2 separate regions of the Oryctolagus cuniculus genome follow, and region 1 is linked to region 2. A link is a contact called in public Hi-C data. All regions are on one chromosome and are shown on one strand. The core of a region is the stretch at or near the end of the contact, and the rest is flanking DNA. Distances in the headings are between cores, read along the strand shown.

Region 1 (6,915 bases), core at 3,300-5,799, 130 kb before region 2:
CTAGGGTCTTTTTGTTTTTGTTTTGTAAATGCTGTGTCCCACCCTGGGGAGTGTGAGTTCCTGGTCCCCAGATTAGGCCACCTTACAGACTTTACACGAGTGATTGCATCAGAGGTCCTGAGATGGGGAGATGATCCTGGCTCGTCCATGTGGGCCCAGTGCCATCATAAGGGCCCTTGTAAGAGGGAGAAGGAGGGTCAGAGTCAGAGATGTGTCCGGAGGCAGAGGCACCAGCTACGGTTCAGGATTCAAGGTGAGGAAGACTCTGCTGGCCGCTGAGGGCTCTGCAACTGGCCACGGAGGCAGGCAGCCTCTAGAAGCCAGGCCCCCCCGCAGGCTGCTGACACCAGGAGTGTGGTCCAAGACGTGTCCTGGACTGCTGAGTTCCAGGAGTCTGTGATCATTTATTACAGCCGCGGTAGGCAGCACACACACACACACACACCTCCGAAGGAAAATACTCCCCCCATAGACCCACAGGAGTAGAAAAAAGAAGGCGGAGTGAAGAGGGGAGAGAAATCGGCTAGAGCTGTAGTGACCGGAAGACTCTTGGGCAGCCGTCATAGGGATGCTGGAGGCCACCCCGATGTATGCGCTCTGTGTTACTCCAAGGAAAGTGTAAATTGGCACCATGGGGATACACTGGTGTAGCACTTGCAAGCCTAGTGTCTTTAATTTTAGCTTTTGTATAGCCATTTTTTATTTTTAATTGACACATAGTTGTGTAATTTTTATGGGCACAGTGTGATATTTAAAATATGTGTAAAGTGTCAGCAATAAAAAAAAATGAAATCTGGTCATTTGCAACAAAATGGAGGAATCTGGAAAACATCATGCTGGGTAAAATAAGCCAGTCCCAAAGGGACAAATATCATATATTCTCTCTGATCTGTGACAACTAACTGAGCACCTAAAAGGAAACCTGTAGAAGTGAAACGGACACTATGAGAATCAATGACTTAATCAACCCTTGTCCTGACTGTCGAGGAACAGCTTATTATTTATTTTTTTAGTATTTTCTTTTTCTACTTAATACCATTAGTTGAACTCTTTACTTAAAACAGAATTACTCTTTGGTGCTTAAATCCAATTGAAAATTGATCCCTGTTAAAAATAAGAGTGGGAATAAGAGAGGGAGTTCCCTCAGACTTACCCCTAAGGGTAAAACTAAAAACTTGCCATGGGACTCCAAATCCCATTAAGTTGGCAGGTACCAATGCCATCTTACTAGTTAAAGTGATCAGTTTAAGTTCATAACTGATAATAAAGATAGGATTTAGTGTCAAAGGGATCACATAAAAAGACCAAGTGTCTGCTAATAATAACTGATAGAATTAAAAAGGAGAGAACGATCCAACATGGGAAGTGGGACACACAGCAGACTCATAGAATGATAAGTGCCCTAAACAGCACTCTGGCCTCAGAATCAGCCCTTAAGGCATTCAGATCTGGCTGAAAAGCCCATGAGAGCATTTCAGGCATGGAAACCCAAGACACTGTGGCAAAAAATGACCTAAATGAAAGATCTCTGTGACTGAGATCCCAATGGAAAGAACGGGCCATCAAAGAAGGAGGTATCTTTCTCTGAAGGGAGGAGAGAACTTCCACTTTGATTATGGCCTTGTCTAAATAAGGTCAGAGTTGGTGAACTCAAGAGGCTTCCATAGCCTTGGAAGCTCATGACAAGAGCCTCGGGTGATTACTGACTTCATAAATAAGAGTGTCAATTGTTAAATCAACAACAGGAGTCACTGTGCACTTACTCCCCGTGCAGGATCTCTGTCCTTAATGTGTTGTACTATGTGAATTAATGGTAAAACTAGTCTTCAAACAGTACTTTATACTTTGTGTGTCTGTGTGGGTGCAAACTGTTGAAATATTTACTTAGTATAGAGTTGATCTTCTGAATATAAAGATAATTAAAAATGAATGTTAAGGGAGAATAGGATGGGAGAGGGGGTAGGAGATGGGATGGTTTGTGGGTGGGAGGGTGGGTATGGAGGGAAGAACCACTATAATCCAAAAGCTGTACTTATGAAATTTATATTTACTAAATACAAGCTTTCTGTAAAATAAAATACATGTAAAGTATAAAATAATCAAATTAGGATAATTGATAGTACCCATGATGACACACATTTACAATTGCTTTGTGTTAGGAGTGTTGCAAATCCCATCAACGGTTTTGAAATACACAATTAATTGTTGTCAACCATGCCTACCCTGTATTGTACTACAGAGCTTCAGCAGCTATCCCCCATCTAACTGCACCCCAGCTACCTCCAGCCACACTCTCTCTATCTCTCCCCCAACCCCTCCCAGCCCCTAGCAACCACAATTGTAACCTCTGTTTCTCTGAGATCAACTTTTCATGCATCTGCATATAAGTGAGAACACGTGGTATTTCTCCTTTTGTGCTTGGCTTATTTCACCTGAAATAATGCCCTCTGGTTCCATCCATGTTGCTGCAAATGGCAGGATTTCATTCTTTGTTGTGGCAGAGTGGTATTCCATTGTGTCTGTGCACCGCATTTTCTTACCCATTCCTCCGTTGATGGACACTTTGGTTGATTCTGTATCTTGGCTTTTGTAAATAGTGCCACAGTGCCATGGGAATGCAGCTGGCTCTTCCACACGCTGATTTCCATTCCTTTGGATGCATACCCAGCATGGTGGTCCCAATCCTAGGTTTTTCAGGAATCTACATGCTGTTTTCCATAATGGCTGTACTAATTTACATCCCCACCAACAGAGTATGAGAGTTCTTTTTCTCATATGGTCATTCTTATCTCACTCTCACGAAAGATTCGAAGATGGCATTCATCTTCATGTCCCTGTCACCTCCAGTGTCCTATAGGAACAATACCACCTCTCATATTTGTGATTCTTGTTGTAACTCCTATGGGGTCAGGCAAGACAGTGGGTGGTGGTATTTGCAATAGATTTCATTTCGTTTTTTTAAAAAAAATAGCACCAAAATCTCTCTGCTACTGAGCCTCCTCTTGTAGTGTTCTACCCACTTAATCTACAAAGTGAATCCTAGACACAGCTGGGATTGTGCTAGGGTGCTGCTGGCCTCCCAAGGATTTCAAGACCGAGCTCTGGAGGGTGCACTTCTCGTCTTCTTCCCACACTGAAGCTGAAAGAAAATCCTTTTGCCCAGCTGGTGGTGAGAGGGAAACCCCACCACAATGCTGTCCATGCTGAACCATGTGGCATGGAGATGAGAGGGAAGAACTCAGCCACCGTCCCCCCTCCCCCCCCCCCACACCCAGGTCGGGGAAGACGGGCAAGAAGGACTGCCAGTGGTCCTCAGTCTGAGCCCCTTCCTCATTTTTTTTAAAACACTTTATTTATTTATTTATTTGAAAAGTAGAGTTATGGAGAGAGGAAGAGACAGAGAAAGGTCTTCCATCCGCTGGTTCACTCTCCCAGCTGTCACAATGGCTGGAGCTAAGCCCAGCTGAAGCCAAGGAGCCAGGAGCCAGGAGCTTCTTCCAGGTCTCCCACATGAGTGCAGGGGCCTAAACACCTGGGCCATCTCCTACTGCTTTCCCAGGCCATAGCAGAGAGCTGGATTGGAAGAGGAGCAGCCGGGACTCGAACCTGCTCGCACATGGGATGCAGGCGCCGCAGGAAGAGGCTTATCCGATTACGCCACAGCCCAAGGCCCTGAGCCCCTTCCTCCTGCACCTGGACCCTTGCAGAGGGATGGTCAGCCTCTCACCCTGGCCCTCAGAATGCGGCCTGAGCGCAGGCGAGGAGAATGGCTCCCCTCCCGTTTGACAGTTTTAGGCGTCCCTGCGTGGTATAGGTGTTCTCATCGACAGAGAGGAATCCCTAGAGGTAGAGACGGCCTCAAGCCACTGGTGCCCACCTACCAGGGGCCCCCACTGGCAAGTCACCTTCCTGGATGAGAGTCCTTCTCCACCTGCAGCAGATAATAACACCTGGCCTGCTACTCGCTAGGGAGATAAAAATACAACACGGAAAGCACCCGGAAAATAACAAGCACTCAAATGGTAGCTAGAGTTATTTATAACCAAGCACGCAAGAGGGGCTGGCTTTCGCTGGGGGTGGGGGGTGAGCCAAGGCCGCAGACTTCCACCCCGCATCCAAGGACCCGTCTGCTCCCCGAGGTTCGAACCCTCCCGTGCCTCCAGGTAGATCTTCGCCTGGGCTCTCGCAGACAGGAGCTGCCAGAGCACGCGGCCCCACCCGGAGCCCGCAAAGCCCTGTGCCGGAGCCCAGCTGCACACACCAGGCAGCCGCGTCCCCTGCTCCCGCCCTGCCCGCGACTGCCCCCCCCCCGCCCCGCCGCCGCCGGCACACAGGCGCACAAGAGCACTGGGGGGCGCCTGCCCAGCCAAATGCGCCTGGCAGTGCTCGGGCAGCCTGGGTGCAAGCGCTGGAGTGCGGCCTGAGTGCGGCACGGACGAGGGGCGCGGGAGCCCCGCACGAGGAACGCGGCGCAGGCTGCAGCGGCCCGGCCGGGAGGCGTCGGGAGAGGGTCCTGGCGCGGCGACGCAGTCGGCCCTGGCCCGCGGCCCGCAGGGTTCAGACGGGGCCAAGGCCGCCAAAGCCCGGCTCGCTCGCGCCAGGCGCTGCAGCCAAGGCTGACGCGGGGCTCTGAGCAATGTTTGGAGGAGCCGGCGCAGCCCCCGGGGCTCCGCTGAGACGCGCTGCAGGGGCGGCCCGGCCCTCCCCGGAACGCTGTGCCAAGCGGCCGCGCTGTCCTCGACGTGCGACGAAAACGTCTCAGCTCCCGGGCCCTGCCAGGCCGGCGCCGGCCCTGGAGGGTGGGAAACGCCGGCTTCCGCCCCCGACTCGTCACCCCCACAGCCCTAGCTCGCAATTTGCCCTTCATGAAGGAAATGCATATGCGTGCAGGCAGGCCTTGCGCAGAGGTGCGGACGGCGAGGCGGACAGAACCTCAGGACAGTGGGCAGCTGCCTTTAGGAAGGTGACAGCCCGTGGAGCCCAGAAATACCTGCGCCGAGCCCTCGAGGGTCTCTACCCAGCCCTGCGTGTCCCTTTACGTTGCTTAAGGCCAGACGCAAAGAACCATGCATTGAACTGATGTTTTCGCCCACCTGTCCTGTCCTCCAGGGGGCTCTCCCGCAGCCTCCACCGCAGGGTGCGACACCTATGTATTAAAGGGGACAAGGCCTGGGAAAGGCCTGGGGTCTGTGCCTGCTTGCCTGCTTAGGCTCTGGCACCAAAGGTTGAAGTCCTTTCTTTGCCTGTCCTGGTGGGAGGCCAAGAGTTCCCTCCACCACCCCCAGCATTCCTGTAGAGAGGGGACCTCTGCTTCTCCCAGGGCTGCATCAGTTAGGCCAGCCCGCCCCTGCGGTGGGCAGCAGTGGTGAGAGCAGGTGCCAGACACGAAGGGGTTCTTAGTGGCCTCCTTAGGTGCTCCCTCCAGTTGGAAGGAAAATGGGCTCCCATTGCCCGGAGCAGTGCCTCTCACAGTGCTGTCCCCAGCCCAGAAGCAGCAGCACTGCCTGAGACCCCCTTAGAGAAGCGCATTCTCCTCTCCACCCTAGACCTGTGGGGCCAGAAACTGGAGGAAAACCCCGGCACGTGTGGTTTCAAGGAGCCCTCCAGGTGACTCTGGGAGGCACCTGGAAGTTTTGAGAACCATGGTTCCAGAACACTTTTGTCCGTATAGGCTAGAGGTAGGCCCTGCCTCCCAAAGATAGGCTGCCTAACTGTTTAAGAGGCCCAGGAAGGCAAGAAATAAGCACGGAACCCAGGGCTAAGCAGCAGTGTGATGGACGTATTCCTGAGTCCATTAATCATGGGCGAACGTCCTATAAAATACCAGAAAGTAGGGGCTGGGGCTGTGGCACAGTGGGTTAAGCCACAGCTTGCGATGCCAGCATCCTGTAACAGAATGCCGGTTAAGGTCCTGGTTTGGACCTGAGCCAGCCCCAGCTGTTGCAACCATTTGGGCAGTGAACCAGTGCATGGAAGATCTCTCATCTCTCTCAGTGTCTTCCTCTATATTTCAAATAAGTTACATATATATATAATATAAATAAATGTATATATATGGAAAGCAATGGAGACTTTTAGGCCCCCATATGTATGGCATTTATGTAGCCCCTAAATCTCAGTTACTCTGTAAGGGTGCACCTGCTAAAAGCCAGGCCCTCAATCTGCTCATGATGGTCTGAATGTGAGCAGACTCCTGGAGTTGAAATTGATGCACCCAGGGCACCTCACGGACTGGAACGTCACTGTTTGGTCCCTCAGGTGTCAGGAGACATTGCTGCTTGCCTTTGTCTTGGCTAACAGGAAGCTAGCATGGAAGGGGTTCGAGTACGGAGCTACCATGTGCCTCAAGAGAAGCTGCGTTCCCTACCCTGGTTCCCGCAACTGACCTAGGACCAAGCCTGGGGTGTACTTCGGGCCAGTGAGCTGTGGGAGGAACTTGCTGGGATTGTGTGGAGGGAATTCATCCCTCCTGTAAGGGACACAGGAAATGGGTAGTTCCTTTTCCATCCCTGACGTCAGCTCTGGGAACTGCTTTAGTCTTCTAAGACCATGAAAGAAAATCAGCTAGAAGGGCAAGCACTTGAAAAGTTCTTGGAAAAGTGGAATTTGTAAAATATGCACATTTCCCACAAACATTTTGAACTAGACTCAAAGAGGAGAGGGGTGATGGGACAAATTCAGGAAACACCTGCGGTCTTCCTGACATAGTTGAGCCACTAAGTTGGTCAAGCCAGGGTGGGGGGGAGCTTCTGTGGTTTTCTTATTAAATGAGGTTGGTTATATTTCTTATTTAGACCTTGTTTATTGGGTTTTCTGTTACTTGCAGCCCAAATCGTTGGAATCAACACAATGCCTAGGACTAGAATCTCGCTGGAGTGAATAAGCAGAGGCAAGGTCTGGCCAGGGGCCACAGAG
Region 2 (7,346 bases), core at 1,517-4,016:
ATAAAGTAGCCCACGCAGGGTTCCACACCTTGGACTTGAACACAAGGGTGACTCTTTCTGTCCTAGTAAAAGGTGAGGCCAGAAGGAGTTAAAGGTGCCTTTCTTAAAAAAAAAAAAAATTATTTATTTGAAAGGCAGAGTGACAGGGAGAGAAACAAAGAGATCTTTTGTCTGCTAGTTCACTCCCTAAGTGGCCGCAACAGCCAGGTCTGGGCCAGGTGGAAGTCAGGAGCCAGGAGCTCCATTCTGGTCTCCCAAGTGGGTGGCAGGGACCCAAGGATTTGGGGCATCTGCTGCTGCCCTCTCAGGTGCAGTTGCAGGGAGCTGGATCAGAAGCAGAGTGCCTGGGAGTCCGGCTGTCACAGGGGATGGCTTAGCCTGTTGAAGGGGCCTTGCCACCCCAGGGTTCTGGAGGCTCCCCCTGGGTGGGAGCAGGTGGCTGGCTGCGGGTTTGGGGCAGGAAGGGTGACTACGTCTGTGGCAGTGATCCCTGTGCTTGCCTTGGCCGCTGGGGCAGGGGGGAGGCTTGCTGAACAGGGGTGCCCCACTTGCTGCTGGGGAAGTGGGCTGGGGAATCCCAGGCTTATCTCAGCACCTCAGCTCCTGTCCCGTTCTTCAACCTCTGCTGACTCAGAAAGCTCTAGTGGGATTTTTTTTTTTTTTTTTGAGTCAGCCTCCTCAGAAACTTCTCGACTGTGTCGTCAGCACACTCCGGCTGCAGCCGCCGCCCCCGCCTCCAGCTCTGCCCACCAGAAAGGCACCACGCAGGTGTCTCAGTCCAGTGGACGAGGCCCATCTTGTTTGGGGGCTGTGGTGTGATTGAGGGGCCGGCCGTACCCCAGACCCTGCTTCCTCCAGCTCAGCAGCCTCTGATGGCCAGGGGTCACGTTCCTCCAAGAGCGCCATGCACTACGGCCGCCATACAGCCCGAAACGTTTTTGGAATAAAGGAAGGGCTGCCCCTTCTGTGGGACTGGCCTGCTGTCTCTGCTCACCTGGGCCTCTGTCGGGTGCTGCAGAACACTGGGATGCCCCTTTCCCCCTGAACTGCATGGCCTTGGGGTACACCTCCGAAAATATCTCGTATCTGCTAAGGCACGGCTGGCATGGCTGCTCTGCTTCTGGAGAAAGAACACTAGCCTCCGGGGCCTCTCCTGGGTCCTGGCCCAAGAATCATGGCCATCCAGTGGTCCCAGGGGGCTTTGGAGCGCCGAGCCCTCCAGAAGAGTCTTGTTCTAGTACAACCACAGAATGCAATGGCCGCCCGCAGAGTTCTGGTCAGCCGTACCTTCCAGCTCCGGAGCCCTGCACACACACAGGATGTGTTGATGACGTCACAAGGTTTCATGAGACCTGACTTCTGCCATGGCTTCACGCTGTGAAAGTGCCTGGAGCGTGTGTCCCAGATGTTTCTGCATAGTGCCGTAAGCAGCTGTGACGTTAAGCGTCATAAGCTGTCCCAGCCCCTTGCCCGCTGCCAAGTGAGAGCCTTGGCCCTGGAGGTCTTGTCCCTGCCCCAGCTCTTCACGAGGCAGGCACTTGGCCCAAAGCCTGGCCTGTCCTGGCTGGCCGAGCACGAAGGCCCTTGGTTTCTCTCCTCCTCTGTCTTAGGCTGTGGGTGCCGATGTGGCCCCTTGTGGGGTGTAGGATCATGTAGAAGGGAACACGCAGGCCGGAGTGGTTTGGGGAACCCCCGTCCCAGCAGTGTTCACGACTCCTGCTCTCCAGATCTGACTCACTTAAGCAAAGCAGTAGTTCTGGGGCAGGAAGGAGACTCCATTTTTAAGTCACATGGCGCCAGGCTTATGTGGTCACACAGAGGTCGGTGCAGCCCCATGAGTCATCCATTGCCCGGGTTCTGAGGGCCTTGGAGACACCTCCTGCCCATGAGAGCTGCAGTCACATCTCCAGGCACTGGTCTGTGCACAGAGGATTCTGGTGCGACCCTCCCACATCCCCGGCCATGCCTGGCCTGTGGCCCAGGCCTTAGTCCTGCTGCTGGGGAATGGGGCAAAGCTCCTTTCAGTCCCACTCACGCGGCCCGGCCACACTCCATGTCCTGGAAATTATTTCCATCCGTTGACAGGGCCAGGATTTTAAGAGCAGCCAGCCAAGAGGCGCCTTGGGTTACTCCCTTAGTCGCAAGAAGACTTTGTCCCCTGTGTTTTGGGCAACGCTAGAAGCCCCAGGTCTAGGGTTGTGGTCTGTGGCTCGTGGAGTGGCCATGGTCAGAGTGGCAGGTGCCAGAGCCCTTGCCAGGCTGGGGTTTGCAGGAGGCTGAGTTGAGAGCCCCCTAGGGCAGGAGCTTGGATTTAAGGATCAGTGCGGCCTGGGACAAGATAGATGTTTTGGCCCGTTTTGCTTTCCCAGCTCGGGCAGGACACTTCGGAGCCTGGGCTTTTGGCCCGCGACGCAGACGGACTCAGGCTGTCCAGGAGGAAGCTTGTGCTTACAAACAGGGCACGCCAGGCACGGTATCTGACCTCTCCCCCAGACAAACAGGCCCTCTCACGAAACTGCCCTTGGGTGTGTTCCTCGCGAGAGAGCGTGTTGGTGCTGGGGCTCGCTTCCGTGTGTGCTCTGAATTCAGGCCTCACCTTGGCCTTCACTCGCCTTCTGTCACCCTGCAGTCCAGGGAGTCCCGTGTTCCCAGGGCCAGCGCCTGCCAGGCCACTCTCCCTGCCACCTGGCTCCTGCGGTGTTCTCTGCCCGCGTCTGCAGCTCCCCTCTGCCAGGACCTACCCTCCAGCACAGGCTGTCCCCAGCCCTGTCTCTCGGATTTTCACTTGGCTCCCCGCACCGCTTTGTGTCCTTGGAGTGTTTGTTGTCACTGCAGGGCCTTGTTCGCGGCGGCTCCGCCACTGGGGGGGAAGTGCCCCAGTCCGCTGGGATGGGGATTTGGTGGCAGGAGCTCCTTGGTGGCTCTGGGGTGTGTCCTCCAGGCAGCTGGCCACATCGCAGTCACTGGTCAGTGCTGATCTGAGCTGTCTGCAGCCACCTTCCCTGCGCAGCCTTCCCCGCCATGGAAGCCGTGCAGGCCTTCCACTGAGAGGTGCCATTCTGGACCCCTGCCCTGAGCAGCCCAGCACGTTTTCGGACTCTTGGTGATGAGGGATGTTTATCAACTCCATGTTTTCGTGTCATCTTAAAGTCCCCTGAGATTTGGAGATTCACCTCTTCTCAGCAAGTGTTGGCCGGTCTCGGTATTTTGCCTTTTGTTTGACTTCTCCAGGCCCCTCGTCTCATCTTGGACCTACCACCTGGACAAACCTGACCTTGTCCACTTAGTCTTGTTGGTATGACGTCTGGCGCGGGAGTGCCTGGTCAGGACTTGGATGGAGCACTTGAGAATGCTTGGCCATTGGTGGCCCTTTGGGGGCATAACCGGGCCTTTTCTTGTCCTGAGTACACAGTCGTCATCCTCATCCTCTCGGCAGCGGGGGCTCGCGGAGCACCGGCTTTGTGCCGGGACCTGTGCCGAATGCCTCCGTGTCGCGCAGTAGGCTCTCCGAGGTTCTCACGAAGAGGACCTCGGCAAGGTCAAGGTCCAGTACGCTGTTCAGGTTTATGTACCTAGTGGTCTGCGCTAGAATTCAGATTCAGATCTTACTTTAGACTTGCGCTGTGCCTCCGTCCCTGGTTGGATGTTTATGTGCTGTCTTTGCTTAGTGATGCGTACCCGGTGATCGCTCACTGAGTGGCGAGGTTGTTCCCTTGTCCGGCTGGTATCCGGGCACTCACTAGTAATGATCATGCCCAGCATTTTTTGAGTTCTTACAGTGCTGGACTCTGTGATAAGTGACCATGTCAAACGATTTAAATGTCATAGCACATGGAGGAAGATTAGCCCCATTTTGCAGATCAAGAAACTGAGGCTCAGAAAAACTAGGGCAACCTGCCTGCTGCTCAAAGCCTCACTCGGGACGTTGGGGTGCAGTGCTCTCTGCTCGTGTGACTCTACTCCAGATCACGCCATTGCTGGTTACAGAAAATAAGGCTCAGCGTTTACTGCTGTGCCTGTCATCTAGCTGTACCCGTTCTTAGCTTGTGTGGCTTCACCTTGGACTGTTCCTGCTCTCCCTGTTCTGAGACGCTCAGGCTGGGTCCCCATCCCGGCTTGTGCCTAGTCACGCTCCGTCTACCTCATACATTGGCTGCTCGATTTATATTTTTAAAGTAAAGATTATTTATTTATTTGAAAGGTAGACATACAGACAGAGAGAGGGAAAGACAAACATCACCCATCCGCTGGTTCACTCCCCAAATGGCTGTGACAGCTGGAGCTGGGCTGATCTGAAGCCAGGAGCCAGGAGCTTCTTCTGGGTCTCCCATGAGGGTGCAGGGGCCCAAGGACTTGGGCCACCTTCTACTGCTTTCCTAAGTCATAATCAGAGAGCTGGGTTGGAAGAGCAGCTGGGATACCAACTTGTACCCTTATGGAATGCCAGTGCCGCAGGCAGAGGCTTAGCCCAGTATGCCAAAGCACCAACCCTGTCAAGTTATACTTTTTAAATTTAAGACTAGTGATGTACACTGCAGTAGTAGGCCCATTTGTCCATCCTATTTCCGACCAAAGGAATGGAGTAGGGAGCCCCAAACCAGACCCCTGCATGTCTGGAGGGCTGATTTATGACAAGGAGGTCACCGCTGAGCAGTAGGCAACGGATGGTCATTGAATAAATAGTGCTGGGTCAGCGGGGTGTCTGTAAGCAAAAAAAAAAAAAGCATCTTGACTGCATACAAAAATAAGTGCCAGCGCAGCGAGAGCATCAATCTGAATGTAAAAGTTAGAACAATGAAATTTCTAGAAGATGATACCTGTATAACCTTGGAATAGCCATTCATTTCTTTCTTTTTTTTTTTAAAAATTATTTATTTATTTGAAAGAGAGCGAGAGAGGGAGAGACACAGAGAGAGATCTTCCAACTGCTGGTTCACTCCCCGCATAGCGGCAGCAGCCAGGGCTGGGCCAGGCCAGAGTCAGGATCTTCCTCCAGGTCTCCTGTGTGAGTGGCAGGGGCCTAAGCACTTGGGCCATCTTCTGCTGCTTTTTCCAAGACGCGTTAGCAGGGAGCTGGATGGGAAGTGGAGCAGTTGGGACAAGAACTGGCATCCATATGGGGTGCCGGTGTCGCAGGTGGCAGCTCTACCTGTTTCGCCAAAACCCTGGCTCCGTGAAGAACTTCTTATCACCGGGACTTGAGTGGACGGGAATATAGGCGAGCGGTTGGGAAGGTGACTGCAGAGCCCTTCCCGGGGGGTTCACTCAGGCCCACAGTCTGCAGAGCACCCCAGCAAGTCCCCGGCAAGAGGAGACCCTTCTGTCCGAGATGGGCAAGCGCGTGTTCCGTCGTAGGGCTTGTGACGTGCCTGTAGCTTTCTCTCCCAGTTCCGGGTTTTCAGCAGTGTGTCCTGGATCGTTGGCACAGCCTGGTGGCTGTCCCTGGGAACTGTCTAAGCCGGTGGCTCCCGCAGGCCCTTCTTTCCCTCAGGTCTGTCTTTGGCCCTTGGCGCCTGCTTTCTCACGAGCGTGGCTTGTCCTGTCTCCTTGGCTCGTTAACTTTTCGTCAGCTAGGCTGAGAATATTTCTCTCTGGCCTCTCTGCACACCCCGGTCCCCTTCCTTTTTCATTTCCCCTTTTGTACCTTCTTGTTCAGCCTAAAATCTCGTGGTCGTAAAAGCTGTCCTAAAATATCTCAGAGCCTTTGGGGGAGTAGTATTGACCTGCGGGCTCCAGAGGCCGAGGCCTGGCAGCCAGAGTTTACCTATGGAACCGTCTCGTCTCAGCTGTGTCCCTGTCATCTGAGTCCTTGCGGCTGGACCAGCAGAGGCCCGGCAGGGACTTGGTCGTGGCATGGGATAGGGAGGCCCCGTGCCTTGGATGGGCGGCTGGATTAAGATAATCCCTTCCAGTTTCATCCTCAGAGCCCTGAGAAGCTCCTTTGTGGATGTCCAGAGCGGCAGCTCTCGAGTGGGAGAGAGCAGGGATTGTGGGAGGGGTCCACGCCCTTCCCGCTGGTCAGGGCAGGACACGTGAGTGTGTCCTGTAGTAACTGTCACGTAGCCCCCATTGTAGGGCTGATGGACAGCGTTGTCGACCTAAGGCTCAGGGTGCCCTCGTTCTGCCCCATAGCACCTGCAGAGCAAGGATTTCCTCTCTGGTTGCTGTTGTCTTCGTTTGTTTTACGGCATTTCTCATTCTGGCCACACTTGCTCCCCCTTTTCATTGCAAACAGACTGCATCCTGGAAACATTAGGAGCCGGCGACTAAAACCGGAAGCTCTGTGTAGGTATGTTTTGACTTTTAACATTTTTGGACAGTATTTAAAAATCAGGGGTTTAACGTGGTCATGCTAGATTTCCGTCTTGCCCTGCGAAACGGGCCAGTCTGGATTCTCCAGGTCTTCATTCCCTGGGAGCCCTGAGCAGCCCACGCCGGGGAGGCTGCCCGTCGGGAGTGCTATAGGCTTTCCACCCGGCACATTCTCTTCCCTGCTCGCTGCACTCTTTTATTACTGGTCTGGTCCCCAAAGGCATTGGAGTTGGTGACTTCTGAAGCGGACAAATCAGGCTTCTGTGAGCTAGCCTGGGAACCCAGTAAAATGTTTGATATTTCAAGGAGGAAGTGGATTCCAGCTTTGAAAGGGCAGGTTTTTGAAATGGCAGCAGTGCCTGTTTGGGGGTACGCCTGGGGACGTCACCCAGAATGTATGTGTCTAAGGTGCTGGACTGTGGCCTGGACTCCTCCCGTGCTATTATGTTGCCCTAGCACACAGTAGGTGCTTAATAAATGATTTACCTCTAGGGGTCACTGAGCAAGTGTCCCTCCCAGGCAGTAAACAGAAATGCCACCTCACTGTGGCCCCGAGCCCGCCCGTTCCGCCTGAGACTGGATCGCCGGCTGATTTATCTGGAACACCCACTGCTGCTGCTGAGAGCCGGAGAGGGTTTGGAATCGGTCCCCTCATGGCTGCCCTGTCTTGATAGCACAGTAAAGACCCAGTGCCCGTAGAGCCAGCCCTGGTGTGGGACAGGGGCCAGGCCAGGTGGAGCCTGCGTCCCTGGCGGATGCCTGCTAAGCTGGGGTCTCTGCCTGGTACTGAGCACGTGCATTCCACGCCCTGGACAAGGGCAGGTCAAAGTTCAGCTCATTCCCTTCCAAGAGGAAAAAAAAAATTCTCTGTCTTTGGCATTGCAGAGTTCTGACCCAGATCAGCCGGAGGCCACGGACGGCTCGCGATGTCTGGAGACGTTGTTTAGTTCCCGGGGCCTGCAGCAGCAGAGAGGCAGGAGAGAGGCCGAGACCTGCCGGGCCCGAGCTGAAGCCCTGCCTTTTCAAGCTGGCCC

The links. Hi-C and Micro-C count contacts between places; a contact is called where the count stands out from the background.
Region 1: a Hi-C map of skin fibroblasts shows a contact between it and region 2, with 4 times the contacts expected there. The contact joins two enhancer-like sites. A contact is called at or near these places in 3 of 6 Hi-C or Micro-C datasets (ear pinna, psoas muscle and skin fibroblasts).

Annotation. Positions count from the first base shown.
Region 1 is chr13:22,829,030-22,835,944 of mOryCun1.1, reverse strand. No RefSeq gene overlaps it. Among named protein-coding and RNA genes, the nearest start is that of CD34, 52 kb to the right of the region's middle. Within about 2 kb of position 4,549, at least 3 of the 8 cell types and tissues checked have an H3K27ac peak or open chromatin away from gene starts, as enhancers often do. A contact at or near this core is called in ear pinna, where this site is marked.
Region 2 is chr13:22,692,826-22,700,171 of mOryCun1.1, reverse strand. LOC103350987 reads left to right here. Exons shown (of 7, transcript XR_007909605.2): 3 at 7,198-7,346. It overlaps LOC138844937 (a long non-coding RNA gene), which reads right to left. Exons shown (of 2, transcript XR_011381415.1): 2 at 2,342-4,702. Among named protein-coding and RNA genes, the nearest start is that of MIR29B-2, 25 kb to the right of the region's middle. Within about 2 kb of position 2,766, at least 3 of the 8 cell types and tissues checked have an H3K27ac peak or open chromatin away from gene starts, as enhancers often do. A contact at or near this core is called in ear pinna, where this site is marked.